Linked DNA regions of Mus musculus: region 2 is linked to region 1. A link is a contact called in public promoter capture Hi-C data. All regions are on one chromosome and are shown on one strand. The core of a region is the stretch at or near the end of the contact, and the rest is flanking DNA. Distances in the headings are between cores, read along the strand shown. Region 1 holds the start of Edaradd (EDAR (ectodysplasin-A receptor)-associated death domain). Region 2 holds the start of Psma2 (proteasome subunit alpha 2).

Region 1 (7,416 bases), core at 3,118-5,617:
AACATCAAGGGGTCATCCCTGAAATCACATTCATTCAAGCAACACTAAAAGGTCATATTTATGTACCTGTATGTGACAATAATAATTGGACGCGTGAATTTGAAAGGGAACAAGGGATGGGCTTTAGGGAGGAGAAGGAAGGGAAAATGATGTAATTATATTTTAATTATTTCAAATTGAAGTAAAAAAAAAAAAAACCTGCTCTCAGTAGGCTAACTTGTAAGGGAAACCTGTACCGCAGGACAGTCACCTACTTGTGTGACAGTCACGGGATTCTCCTCTTCCCTTTCCCTCCTCTCCCTTTACCTTCTCTGCCTCTTCCTTGATTCTCTTGTGGTTTCATGCCAGAGTCAAAGTCAGCTGGTTGGACTCTGAGATGACCGAGTCAGAATGGGACAAGTAGAGGTAAATTAAAAATCCCCAAAGCAACAACATTGGGCATAGCATGTGCCTGTAATCTCGGAGGTGGAGGCAGGAGGATTAAAAACTCAAGGTCATCCTCACCTACACAGGGAATTCAAGGCTGCTGGGATACATGAGAGGCGCTCTCAGCATAGAAGCAAGTTAAAAACAAAACCCAAAATAGCAACAAAACAAACAAACAAACAAACAGAGCTGGAGAGATGGCTCACTTGCCAAGAGAACAAAAGGACGTAAGTTCAAATCTCCAGCACTCCTGTAGAAGCTGGGCATGGCCACAGGTGTCGGTGAAAACAGGGAGATCCTGGAGCTTGCTGGCCGGCCAGCCTAACCAGAATGCTGAGATTTAATGCCAGAGACACGTTGTCTTAGGAAAGAAAGAAAGGAAGAAAGGAGGGAAGGAGGGAGGGAGGGAGGGAGGGAGGGAGGGAGGGAGGGAGGGAGGGAGGGAGGGAAAGAGGGAAAGAGGGAGGGAGGGAGGGTTCAATAGAGGAAGAAGTATGACATCTTTGGCCTCTCATGTCCAAGCTCATAACAGACACACACAATGTCCACACCCCAACTAGATAAACTACATACACACACACACACACACACACACACACACACACACAAACCCAAAAAACAAAACAGAAAGCATTAAAGCAAGGGAAACAGAGAATTGGACAAAGGTCTTCAAGACTGATGAGGCTTGGGGGACTCTATGAAAACGTCAACAATGTCCAGTTTTACAAGGATATGGACCGATAAGATGGTTCAGAGATAAAGATGCTCACTGCTGAGCCTGAGGACCTGAGCTCCATCACCAGGATCCACAGGAGAAAATAGAGAGCTAACTGGCTCCTGAAATTTGTGCTCTGGCCTCCACGTGTGCACACATAAATGCAAGCTTTCACACAACTGATCAATCAGTCAGTCAGTCAATATATTTTAGGTGCTGCATAGAACACTCGGTACTTTTACAGAGGACCTGCGTTTGGCTCCCAGGCACCTATGCTGGGTGGCTCACAACGCCCCCCTACCTCCAGTTCTAAGGAATCAGACACCTTCTTTTAACATTTGTGAGCACCTGCACTCATATGCACATAACCATATATACATATACATACACATAAACACATACTTTTTGCTGGGTGGTGGAACATGCCTTTAATTCCATCACTCATGGGGCAGAGAAGCAGGCAGATCTTTCAGTATGAGGCCAGCCTGGACTACACAGAGAGACCCTGTCTTGAAAAACATAAAAAGGCATCAGACATCTCATTGGGCATTTGTGGGCACCTGCACTCACACATATCCACACAGAAATAAAAATAAGTCTTAAAAAATACTTTAGAAAGGGTCACATGAGCACCACTACCCAGAAGGGCAGTCTCTGGGAGCAGCAGAAGCTTCCATATTGGATGTCCTGAGACGTAAGAGCGTTTCATGGGAAGTTAAGAGGATGAGAAAACTGTTCATTACTGTTTTGAACACTGAAAACAGTAGGTCCTATGATTTGCTATACTTTAGTGATCACAAAACATGTAGGGGAAATAGAGGATGAGAGCAGCAGCTACAGCTTATGAGAAAGGAAGCCAAAGAATCACACTGAAATATCGGCTCTTTCTTTAAAACAAAAAACAAACACATGACCTTGGACTGAGTGGTTTTAATCCCAGGACTTGGAAGGTAGGCAGATGTCTGAGTTCAAGGCCAGCCTTGTCTACAGAGCAGGTTCCTGAACAGTCAGGGCTATGGAGTGAAACACTGTCTCAAAAAGCCAAAAAGAAAAAAACTTCCCCTTAGACTGGAGAGAGATATTAGCAGTTAAGAGCACTGACAGCTCTTCTGGAAGACTGGGTTTGAGCACCCACAACTGTAACTCAAATACCAAGGGAATAGAAGCCCTTTTTCTGGCCTCTGAAGGGACTACATACATGCTGCACACAAACATGCAGGCAGGCAAACACACCTCCACACATAAAAACATAAAGGCTAAAAATAATTAATTAACCTTAGTCAGATGTGGAAGGTACCTGCAATTCCAGCCCTTCTGTGGATCTGAGTTTGAGGCTAGCCTGGTTTACAGAGTGAGACTCTCAAAGAAGGAGGAGGGGACAACGACGATGAGTAAGTCGAAGGAGAAAGGAGGAGAGAGGGGAGAGGGAGAGGGAGAGGGAGAGGGAGAGGGAGAGGGAGAGGGAGAGGGAGAGGGAGAGGGAGAGGGAGAGGGAGAGGGAGAGGGAGAGGGAGAGGGAGAGACTAAGTTCAGCAGGGAAGGGACGGTCCTAGCCTCCAGCCTGATGGCCCGAGTGTGATCCCCATGACCTACAGCAGGAGAGAGTGACCTTCTGACCTCTGCGTTTGCTTCCATGGCACACACTCATCCATGTGCACACACATAAGAAGAAAGACACTGTAGATATCTGAATCATCTTCTACCTAGTGAAAGATATAAGTAACGAAACGTACTGACAATTTCCTTTTGAAAAACAAACCGCTAGAACTTGCGCTAACAAGACAGCCCAACTGTATATGTGGTTTCTAACAACCAAACCTCAGAAATGAATTCCATCTCTGCGTGGAGTATAGAAGGAACCACAGACCAAACCTCAAAGTAGACTCCCTGAGAAAATACCCTTTCTAAATTAATTTCCCTACCTTACCTGAGCCTTTGTGGCCTCCTCTCTAAAGACCCAACTCTTCCATGGCAGCATCTTATGGAGAATACAAACCAACCCCAAGAGTGCCGTGAGCCTCAGAACCACAGAGCAGCCTGGGGGGCACCACAAAGATACATTGGCATTTGCTGTCTCCCTGAAATGTTCAGTTTATTAATTAATCTGAATTGGGTAATTTGTTAATGAAATTGTCCAGCAAATACTGAAATAATCTTTCTTTTCTTACTTCCTCCTCCTCCCCCCTTCCTCCTCTTTTTTAATAAAGCCCCACACCATAAAGTTCTTGGTGGTCTCAAACTCCAGACTCCCCTCCTGCCTCAGTCTCTTGTGTGCTGGGATTACAACGTATATCATCAGGCTGGGGCTTATGCATGCCAGGCACTCTACTACTGACCTACATCCTTGGCTGGCATCTCCTTTAAACTCCTTTTTTAAAAAGAAAATAGTTCTATGCTTATGTCCAAGGCAGATATAGATTATGTGCTTCCTTTCAGAGATTCCTATTAAATGTAACGTGTCTGTAACCTTTGTATATGGCACATAGTGAAGATGCTGCCACTAGAGCTGGAGAGGCAGCTTAGCCTTGAAAGTGCTACCACTTTTGCAAAAGACCCAAGCTCAGTTCCTAGCAAGGCCACAACCACCAGCAACTCCACCTTTAGGGGAGCTACCACCGTCTTCTAGACCCTGTAGGCACTGTACTTGTGTGTTCATACCCCTCACCCCCAATATGATTTAAAAAATAATAGAAATAACTTAAACTTTTAAATAAAATATAGCCATTTTAAAAGATCAGATTCGCCATGCAGTGGTGGCACATGCCTTTAACCCCAGCACTTGGCAGGCAGAGGCAGGTGGATTTCTGAGTTCTACAGAGTGAGTTCCAGGACAGCCAGGGCTATACAGAGAAACCCTATCTCGAAAAAACCCAAAAAACAAAAAACAAAAAAATAAAAAAATAAAAGATCAGATTCTCTGCTCTTAATTAGAATAAAATCCCATTTAAGCTAAATCTTAATTCGTTTAAGGGCCCATGGGTTCTGCATTTCTAACAGAACCGTATACTGTTTTTTTGGTTTTTGCTTTTTCCTTCAGAGGAGTAAACCAGAGACCTCAAGACTGACTTTTCTTCCCGCTCCTTTGTGTAGTGCTCACCCAGGAGGTCAGGCAGTAACTAATGCCAAAGAAACATCAAATTAGAAAGTGCTAGCGTGTGCGGTCATGCCGCCGTTCAGGCTGCCTGAAGATTAGGAAACTGTTCAAACATCAAATCGCCGGCAGGCGTCTCAGCCCGGGCCTGTGCAAGGAGCACGCTGGGAGTGCTTTGGTGTCCCAGCTGAGGACGAGATTAGGAGCCGGGAAAGCCACCCGCGCGTGCGGCAGCCAGGGGAAGGCTAGCTGAAAGGCTCTCCCAGTTGCGATCGCGTGGGACCTCCGTGGTAAGACCAGGGTTCTACGCCCTAGGTACCAGCAGGGCAAGTGCTCCGGGGGCCCCTCGGTGTCCTCTCGTGCCCAACCGCAACCCACGGAATCCTCTCCAGAGTTCTGGAGAGACTCGCGCCGGGAAGGGGCTTTGCTAATTGCAGGAAGTGAGCACGAGGAAGAAGTGGCAGAGATCAAGAAGAGGAAAGGGAGGAGGAGGAGCAGCAGCAGCAGCAGGGCAGAGCGCAGACAGAGTCGCGCATTACCACGCAAGAGGTTGGGTCCCTGCGATCCTGCTGTTCTCAGGGGTCCTAGAGACTGTCCACCCCTGCTCGGACACTCATCTGTCCTCTCCTGGTCTTCATGGCTTCTCCGGACGACCCTCTGCGCTCAGGTAAAGCGGCAAGGTGCCGCGCCCTCACTTGGGGTGTGACCACCAGCTGGATTAATGAGACTGAAAGACTGAACTTCAGTCATCCCCTGGGAGCGGTTTTTTTTTTCTTTCTTTCTTCCTTCCTTCCTTTCTTTCTTTCTTTCTTTCTTTCTTTCTTTCTTTCTTTCTTTCTTTCTTTTTTTTTTTTTTTTTTCTTTTGGACACCAGGGCGCCAGATGTGTGTCAGGCTGGATGGGAACAGCTGCGGCACGCGTCTTACCTCTCCCGATCCTACCCCTGCGCTTGCCCCTCTGTGAGCAGCAGCTGATCGCTCGCTTCCTGCACACTGCAAGGTGTGCGTGGTCCCTCTCCCCACGCGGAGGCCCGGCCGAGCGCTTTTGTTCTGGGCCACGCGGGTGCCTGGTTGAAACAAGTCAGCCAACCTTTGATAGAAAAGAACATAGGAGGGAGGATTCTGCACCCCCTTCCTTCCAGGCTCTCCCTTGCTTTCCACTCGCACATTTCCTTGTTCGTCTTCTCCCTCCTAGCTTCACTTTGCTGAGATGTGTTTGCTTCTGTGCAAGTCTTAACCTCTCCGAGCCACTATTCAACTATTATACTGTCCACAGAGCCACGAGGCTGAGCCCACATGCGCAATCCCCACCTGTGGAGGTCTCTAGTCCCCGTAGTACATTAAAAATGTGCTTTGATATCTGAGGTCAGAATCTAGATTTTTCTATCGCTTCTCCCTCATTTAAGGAAAATTCCTTTAAACGTCAACGTCCAGGAATCTCCTCTGTCCTCCTGTAATCTAGCTACAAACTCCATCGGTGTTTGTGAACGAAAGGATGATATGTCCCTTTGAGTACGCTAGGTCTTTCTCTGGTTTTGGTGAGGTTGGACACTCTGGTAAGAGCCACACAGAACCAGACTAGACTGCTGAGATCGATGTGATTGCTTGTGTTTCGTATTTCATTTCTTGAGTGGAGTAGGGACAGAGTTCAAGAGCTAAGCCCTGATTACCGGCTTGACCTGACAGAGAAGATACCATGTCTGGCAGTGGCCAGAAGCTTAAGCCCAGTGGCCATTCTGATTTGGCGGCCATTCTGATTTGGCATCTTGGAGTGCTGGTTTGGGAAGGGGGCTGTTTACTAGTGACATCAAAAAAAAAAAAAAAAAAAAAGAACTAAATTATTCAAACGTAGCACGCTCCACGGGCTATCAAGTGAACTGGCCAACCCTCACATTGTTTGCAAGAACAGAAGGGGACTTAAGGGGACAATTCTCTCATCGGGTGCCTGCTGCTATGTATGTATTGTCCTCCTTGTGCTGAGGACTGTATGAATAAGATGTCAAGGGGTGTTTGGTTTTAGTCATGATGGTCCCAGACTTAGTAAATGATACTGGATTCAAGAGATGGAGAAGAGGAGTTCATTGGATAAGGATACAGGTAACATTTGCCTGCGCTGCCTCTCGACCCGACTGCATCAGAGAAAATGGGGGCAGGGACGGGGTGGAAACCAACCAGTTCAGCAGTAACACCAGCATAAAAAGCCTCCGGGAGAGGGGGTTGCTGAAGAGATGGCTCAGTTAGTGAAGTGCCTGCCAAGCAAGCATGAGGTCTTGCATTCTGGTCTCCAGCACCCATATTAAAAGTCAGGCAGAGTGGAACTGCCGTGGCACCCATGCCTTCAATGCTAGGGCTGTGGAGGGTGGGGTGGAGAGATCTCTGGGGCTTGCTGGCCATCAGCTTAGTTCCAGGTTCAGTGAGAGGCCCTGTCTCAAGAAGTAGAGAATGACAAAGCATGACACTTGGCATAGTCCTCTGTCCTCCATACAAACACATGCAAATGTCGGCATACATGTACATATACATTGGACACATGCACAGTAATTGAGAAAGACACCCAAAGTTGACTTCCCGTCTGTACACACATGTGCATGAGCACCTGCACATGTGTGCACTGTACCTATGTGATCATATACACATAAACACACACACACACACACACACACACACACACACACACAAAGCCATGTGTATGTGCTGGTAGATATATGAACGTAGGAGACAGTTACAGCATTAAAGGACAAGAATTGAAGCTACGGTCTTAATTAGCTTGGCCCATCTAGAACAAATGCTCACAACCTGTAGTAAAGGGAGCATCAAATCAAATCTCTATGTGTGAACTGATGTCCACAGAGAGTGTCCTGTAGGCAATCTATCTCTCACTTCACCAAGTAGAAGCCAAACCTCTATCTAGGTGAACCCTTCAGGGTAAGATGGAATGGGGCTCCCCATAAAGAGGTAGGAGGCCTCCTTTAGGGGATCCCTTTGGCAGAGAATGGTGAAGAACATAATTCAGGCCTGGGAGATGCTAAGAATATCCCATCCCATTCTGGGAATCTGTCAATCAAAAAGGTTTCTCCATGTTACACAGGTCTTGACACATGTGTACTTCATTCTACCTGGCTCTTCCATTTCTCAAGTGCAAACACAGCCAGTGCTAAGGAGAAGATTTCACCTCTCTACCTCAA
Region 2 (7,416 bases), core at 3,435-5,934, 2.1 Mb before region 1:
TTCCCGATTCGGCGTGCACCCAAAAAAATCACAAAGGACCACCTTGATGTAATTACATGAGGTCGTTTAATTACGGAGCTCCGGACTGACATGCATCCCACACAGGAGATAACAGATGTCGGCCACGAGGCTCGGAAGCTAGGGGTTTTTATGGGGTAAGGGGCTTAGGTGGTGTGGAATTCAGCATAGCAACACACTAGACACACTATTGGCTTATTCAAACATCAGCAGAAAAATTACATGTACGTGCAGGGTGTCAGAGTTCTGTGAGTTGTTGACTCAGTTCAGATAGCCCTGTTATGTCTTCACATTCCTCTTTATCTTTAAGGTTAAGCTGTTCCCAGGAAGGTTTTAACTACGGGGCATGCCCAGGTTTGTTTTTCTTTTTTCTCAGCCCCAGGCAGCCTCTAGGCTCACAAACAAATAGCAATTTCTGAGTACTTTGTACGACTTATAGGTCTTGAAATTTCATCTTTCTTTCAATAACTCCGGGGCTCTACCTTGTCCTCTAAAATTAATTTTCATTTTAATTGTACATGGTAAAAAGCTGCTAATTTCTTTCAACTTACTGGGACCTCAATGTAACAAGTGTTACTCTCTTTTCCAGTGGAATTCAGAGGAAGCAATTCTATATGCCTGAGTCCTGCCTGGCCATCCAGAAGCCTTCAGTGACCTTAGAGACAGTTATCCCTTTGAGAAAAGCAGATATAAACAGAATGATGTTAACTCTACATGGCCCTGCTTTTTCTTGTTGCCTAAACCACTGTAACAATACATTATAGCATGAATGCATTCAATCATTTTTAAGGTGCTTTAAAACACCAAAGCCCTTCCTACCGAGTCCTTGGATGGAGGGAATGAGAGAGTGATGAGAAAGCCAGGTAAGAAAGGCATGTCACTAGTCACCTGTTTTACAACCATGCATCACAAGACCAACCTCCATAAAGTAACCCTTGCAGGCAAACAAAACTTAGCTGTCGTCAGGCTGCCATGACTCTGAAACCAAAGAAGAATTAGGACGACGTGATGAGAAAACATCACAAACAGTACACATACCTGTAATCGGGGCCCATGCCACTGTACACCAAACCGATGTGCTTGGTAATGGGCTCCACCTTGTGAACACTCCTTTCATCATACAGGATGGATTTCTGCTTTTTCTCGGTTGCTAATACTACGCCATTTGCAGCTTAAAAAGAAGAAAAAAAGATTAATACTACAATGTATCCTTCATTAGCCTTCTACTTACAGATGCATTAAACTCAAACTTGTTGCCTTCTCTAGACTGTAAAACCTTTTTCTGGATCCTTACACAACACCAAAAAATAAAATAAAAAATAAAAAAGTAAAATCCCCATAGCTGCAGGCATTACCCAGTCTCTCTCAATATTTTCAGGTTTATTGGCTTTAATCTAGTTAAGCCTTCTAATACAAATAATAAGAAATTTCTCTATAAGGATACTAGAACATACAATAATTTTATCTTCAGATGTTTTATAATTAGCCCTTGATAAAGAAGATAAAACTCCATAGAAAAATAGAACCAATGAAAACAATAGTTTCCTGAATGAAAGTCAACTTATGAATTATCACAATAGATTAAAATGCTATATTTGCTGTAAATTTTAAATTACTGTGCTGAATGCTACTTTCTTAAAACTTCAAAATTCCTTAATCTAACACAAAGATCACTAAGAATTATGACTTAACATCTATTTCAGAATGTTATTTCTTTTAACTTCAAAGTTCTCTAACAAAGACTGTTAAGGCTTATGCACATACACCTACTTCAGCTAACTATTAACAAGCATCTGAAGAGAAGGAAACACTGAGTTACCTTTAATCCCCACTGACGGGGCCCCTCCAGCTACCGCAGCCAAGGCATATTCAATCTGGACAAGCTTACCAGATGGGCTGGAAAAGAAACAGAGACATTCCCTCTGTTCACACATTCAAAATAGTACAGGACACCTGACAGAAGGAAAACAGAGGCCAAGCCTCACTAATCAAACCTTCTGGCCTTTGAAATCTACCCTGAAGGTGTTTGGAAGCTAAGCTTACCAGACTACGGAGTTAGTCCAAGTCTCGAATGGGCACAAATTCTCTTCCTGTGTTCTGTTGCTGTTGTTTTCCCCATCTCTGGTTAGCAAAGCATTCCCACTCCCTCTGTTCCCCACTGCAGGCAAGTGTACCGAGAACTCAGGCAGCTGCTGTGCTCATGAGTCCCAGTAGCCCACTGCCTCTTTCAACAAAATCCCCACGAACACGTTTGGTAGAACGCAAACCAGTCCACGCCAATTTCTTTCTTTCATTTACCATTCTTCACCAAATGTAAGCTGCTAGCTAAACCTTATCATTTTTTTTAAAGGACTGTTATAATAAAGAAATCTGTTTGTGAAAACATTGAGATGTTTGTTATATAAAAGACTCAAGGACTGAGGATGTAGCTCCTATGGCAGAGTGCTTGTCTAGAATGCATGACACAGCATAAATAAGGTATGGGCGTGCATTACTAAAATCCCGTCACAGAGCAAGTGGGGGCAGAAGGATAAGCTGAAAGGCATCCTTAGTTACTGGCCATTTGAAGCCAGCCTGGGTCACCAATAATTCTGACACAAAAAGAAATTAAATAACTAATAACTTAAAAACTCAGTCCCTCACGATCTATGTCCATTTGTCTCAGCTATAATGAAACCACTTAGGACCGACCGTATTTGTTTTGTTTACAAATATAAGCGACTACCATGCAAAATTTAGTCTCTGTCAATTATATAATGAAATCATTTGCTAAGGAATTTAATGGAATTCATTTAAAGATTTCAAAATAATAACATTAACTCACTTCTTATGTGAAACTGTAAAGGGCAATTCTCAAAAGATAATATATTGTAACAAAAAGTCTATTAATTGTTTTCAAAACCAACAAGGTTTGAGTCCTGATTTACCTATTTGTGGACAACCTTGAAAAAGTTCAATTGTCCAGGTTCATCTATAACTCATTATACATAGGTGGTAATGGAAAAACCACTACTAGTTACTGTTATATTCAACAAGTAGATCCTGGCTGCCTTCAGCTGTCAGTCCTTAAGAAAATGGTCAACTGGAGGGCATCATCCTGAGTGAGGTAACACATTCACAAAGGAACTCACACAATATGTACTCACTGATAAGTGGATATTAGCCCAAAACCTAGGATACCCAAGATATAAGATACAATTTGCTAAACACATGAAACTCAAGAAAAATGAAGACTGAAGTGTGGACACTATGCCCCTCCTTAGAAGTGGGAACAAAACACCCTTGGAAGGAGTTACAGAGAGAAAGTTTGGAGCTGAGATGAAAGGATGGACCATGTAGAGACTGCCTTATCCAGGGATCCACCCCATAATCAGCATCCAAACGCTGACACCATTGCATACACTAGCAAGATTTTATCGAAAGGACCCAGATGTAGCTGTCTCTTGTGAGACTATGCCAGGGCCTAGCAAACACAGAAGTGGATGCTCACAGTCAGCTAATGGATGGATCACAGGGCTCCCAATGGAGGAGCTAGAGAAAGTAGCCAAGGAGCTAAAGGGATCTGCAACCCTATAGGTGGAACAACATTATGAACTAACCAGTACCCCGGAGCTCTTGACTCTAGCTGCATATGTATCAAAAGATGGCCTAGTCGGCCATCACTGGAAAGAGAGGCCCATTGGACACACAAACTTTATATGCCCCAGAACAGGGGAACGCCAGGGCCAAGGAGGGGGAGTGGGCGGGTAGGGGAGTGGGGGTGGGTGGGTATGGGGGACTTTTGGTATAGCATTGGAAGTGTGAATGAGCTAAATACCTAATAAAAAAATGGAAAGAAAAAAAAAAAAAAAGAAAGAAAATGGTCAAAACACAGTCCTTTGTCTAAGTTCATCCATGATGGTTTTTTCTTAAACAGGGAACAATAGTTCCCCTTAACTGCACTTTGAGAAAATATATATAACTCTTTAATTCTTTCTCCCAAAACATAAGGGTCTAAAATCGTTTTAAAGCAATTTGTTAGTGGATCAAGCAAAATACAGAGGTTATCAGTTTGCATGTGCCACAAAAACTTGACAGGAAATCAGCGCCTTCATTTTATACTTCTTAAGCTTCTACAGGAGCACAGGCGAAACCGAAAGCAGTGTGAGCTTCAAAGCACATCGCTGCTAAACAGAGACTAAAACTAAGATTTAACAGCAAATAAGGATCTCCCAAAAGAAAAAGGACGTCTCACACGTCCCATAAGGAGTCTGGGTTTACAAAGCTCTCGCTCAGGCCTAGCCGGGCCAGTAAAGAAATCCTGGACCTGAAGAGAGCAGCTGAAAACAGACTATCTCAAAGCACCCTTCTCCTAGTCTAGAAGGAGAGCCAGTGCTTAGTGCTTGGCTTGGGGCCTCCCGTCCCTCGGCCCGCAACACGGCCGGCCTCAGCCAGGGCCCAGGCCTGGCACGGAACATGACTCTGCAAAGCTACGAGTCCAGCTCCGTCACCGTGCACTCCTACGCAAACACCAGCCAGGTCCGACACACGGGACCATGTCTGGGGCGCTCCTGTGATCTGCGACGCATGGAACCTGCGGGTCCCCCGAATACCTGAATGTAGTCAGCGAGAAGCTGTAACCGCGCTCTGCCATCTTTACCCGGAAAGTCGGAACACAGCCACGCACATGCGCAGTAAGTATGCTTCCTTTAATTTTTTTTTTCTTCTTTGCTCTGATTGGAGGAGAGTCACCTAGGGGTAGCTGGGAGTTGGAGTTTTTGGATCACAGCGGTCTTTGACCCTTGCGCATGCGCAAGAGGGGCCTGCGCATGCTCTGAGCGAGGAGGCGGGGAAGTGGGCGGACTTAACGCATGCGCTCAGCCCGCGTCCCGCTCTGTCTTGAGAAGATCATGGCTCCTTCGTTGCTGCTGCTTTCACTACCATGGCCGGTGCGTCCCGGACCGCTCCAGAGGTGCTGGGAGCTGCTACAACGGCAACTGCAGCAGAGCTGGAGTCGCTTTGTCAGTCCTCCGTGGGGTCCGTAAGGAGAGAGTTCGTGGAAAGAGGGTTGGTGAGGGCTTCCGGGTTGTAGCGTGGTTTTTGGTTGGTTGATTGGTTCGTTATTTTATTTGTTTGTTTGTTTATTGGTTATTTATTTATTTATTTATTTATTTATTTATTTATTTATTTATTTATTGAAACTGTCACCGTAGCCAGGGTGGTCTAGAACTCACTGTATAGCCCAGGCTAGCTTCGTATTTATTTATTTATTTATTTATTTATTGAAACTGTCACCGTAGCCAGGGTGGTCTAGAACTCACTGTGTAGCCCAGGCTAGCTTCGAGCTCCTGGTATCTTGGGCGTTAAATTTGAGATTGCTGTATTATTTACAGTGTATCGCAAAAGTGATAATGCCCAGTCTGAACAGAGATATATTTTATTATATCTCAAGCGCAGCATAATAAATAATTGTCTCCATGTTCTACCTGAGATAATCATTTCAGTCCATTCGTTGTCTAATAGGCCTGTGCTTGGACAGTTTATGTAGTGGTAAGAAGTCCTAAGAATTGAACGAACGTTCGCAAGTCTGAAGAACATAAGAAAGGGTAAAGAAGTGATCTAAGCAATTTAGAAAAACAAAGGTGAAACACTTGATAATCTCATAAATAATAAATCTTTTCTTAGAACACAGGTTAAGATTAAATATTAAGGAAAAATTTAATGGCTTTAGGAACCTACCAGGTTTAAAGAAAAAGGACCTAACTGGATCAGGATAGTGTGGTACAGATGACCATTGTAGTCATCTCAGTGATGTGAGTGAATGTAGGGAGTCTCGGGATTAGATTACTTGTACACTACTTATTACTGAACTGCAGTGTCCCGGATTATATACGGAGGAAATGCTTAGTAGAGTAGCCTGGCTGCTTTGGTAGCTTGCAATAAGAAAGCATTCCAGTTGAAGTATTTTAAATTGCCTTTTATATGAGCTTTAGTATATTTTAATAGCTGGGGATTATTACTAATGTTTGTTGTGTTTAACATTCAAAACTATTTATGTCAGGCCAGCCATATGGCTCAGTAGTAAAGGACCTTGTTGCTAAGTCTCAGGACCTGGGTCCTAGCCCCATGGCCAGTATGACGTAAGGAGAGAACTAACTCTGAAAGCTGTCCTCTGACCTTACATGTGCACATATACTCACAAACACATATAATTTATAGGTGTGTATATTTAGTGACACTACACATGTTGACTGTTAAAGGAAATAGTGGCTGTATTCATTTAGGAACTCCGAGTTGATTCGGCATCTCTGTTTTGTTTTATAGCACCAGCATTAGCCGTCCAGAGACCATCCATCCTCACAGAGCTAGCACATGATACTTGTGAAAATAAAGAGAATTCCAGCTTTTTAGATAGTATCTTTTGGATGGCAGCTCCCAAAAACAGACGCACCATCGAAGTTAACCGATGTAGGAGAAGAAACCCTCAAAAGCTTATTAAAATTAAGGTAATGTGTGAACGGGTGTAGGTGTGTGCACATACACACTCTCTTCCACAAGTCTAACACTGAATAGCCCGGTATTGTATTTGTGTAGCAGAGAAAACCAGCCTTATAATAGTCTTAGCATCTTGTTTGGCTCATCATGGATAGATACGTAATCTAATTCTTCCTTAATGTTTTAAGATACTCTTAATGAATCATCCCATTGCTTAGATGGGCTCCTTGTTGGTTATTATTTGAAGTTAGAGGACTGATAGAGCTCTTAATTCAAAAGTCAAATGAGATCATTACAAACAATTCTGAAAAAAATCTCCAAACTTCTTGACTATGCTTTTAATTGTTAATGTGGAATTCACTACACTCATATAATGAAAATATTCTACTCAAGCTGGAGATTAGACAAAAGAATTTGAGAATAGTTTACCCATAGGCTATACGAATAAAAATATACCAGATTGGTAAACTTGAGTTTTAGTCCTAATTTTCTTACTAATTTGAACTCAGTGTTGCTATTTTTTTTTTTTTTTTTTTTTGGTTTTCCTGTTAAAATATATTGTTGAACTAGCTAGTATATAGTCTTATGTAGCACGAACATTCTCAGAAAGCTACAATGTCAGCATGTTAGAGTTCTTGCTGGTGATTATGTATTATATTGCTTGTTATTAATATGTTTTTCTTTGTTTTAAAGAACAATATAGACATTTGCCCTGAATGTGGTCACCTGAAGCAGAAACATGTCCTTTGTGGATATTGCTATGAGAAAGTACGCCAGGAGACGACAAAAATCAGACAACAAATAGGGGCTCAAGAAGGAGGTCCTTTCAGAGCTCCTTCCGTTGAGACTATGGTGCTGTACACAGGAGAGAAACCATCAGAAAAGGATCAGGGCAAGAGGATTGTTGAAAGAAACATAAAGAGG

What was found. Promoter capture Hi-C pulls out the DNA fragments that hold promoters and counts their contacts.
Region 2: a contact with region 1 is called in a promoter capture Hi-C map of pre-B cells, with 3 times the contacts expected there. The contact joins the promoter of Psma2 here to the promoter of Edaradd in region 1. A contact is called at or near these places in 2 of 39 promoter capture datasets (liver and pre-B cells).

Annotation. Positions count from the first base shown.
Region 1 is chr13:12,517,401-12,524,816 of GRCm38.p6, reverse strand. Edaradd (EDAR (ectodysplasin-A receptor)-associated death domain) reads left to right here and starts at 4,367. Exons shown (of 6, transcript NM_133643.4): 1 at 4,367-4,899. The coding sequence starts at 4,869.
Region 2 is chr13:14,610,510-14,617,925 of GRCm38.p6, reverse strand. Psma2 (proteasome subunit alpha 2) reads right to left here and starts at 4,684. Exons shown (of 8, transcript NM_008944.2): 1 at 4,611-4,684; 2 at 1,838-1,914; 3 at 1,057-1,189. The coding sequence starts at 4,651. Mrpl32 (mitochondrial ribosomal protein L32) reads left to right here and starts at 4,889. Exons shown (of 3, transcript NM_029271.2): 1 at 4,889-5,034; 2 at 6,322-6,503; 3 at 7,186-7,416. The coding sequence starts at 4,908.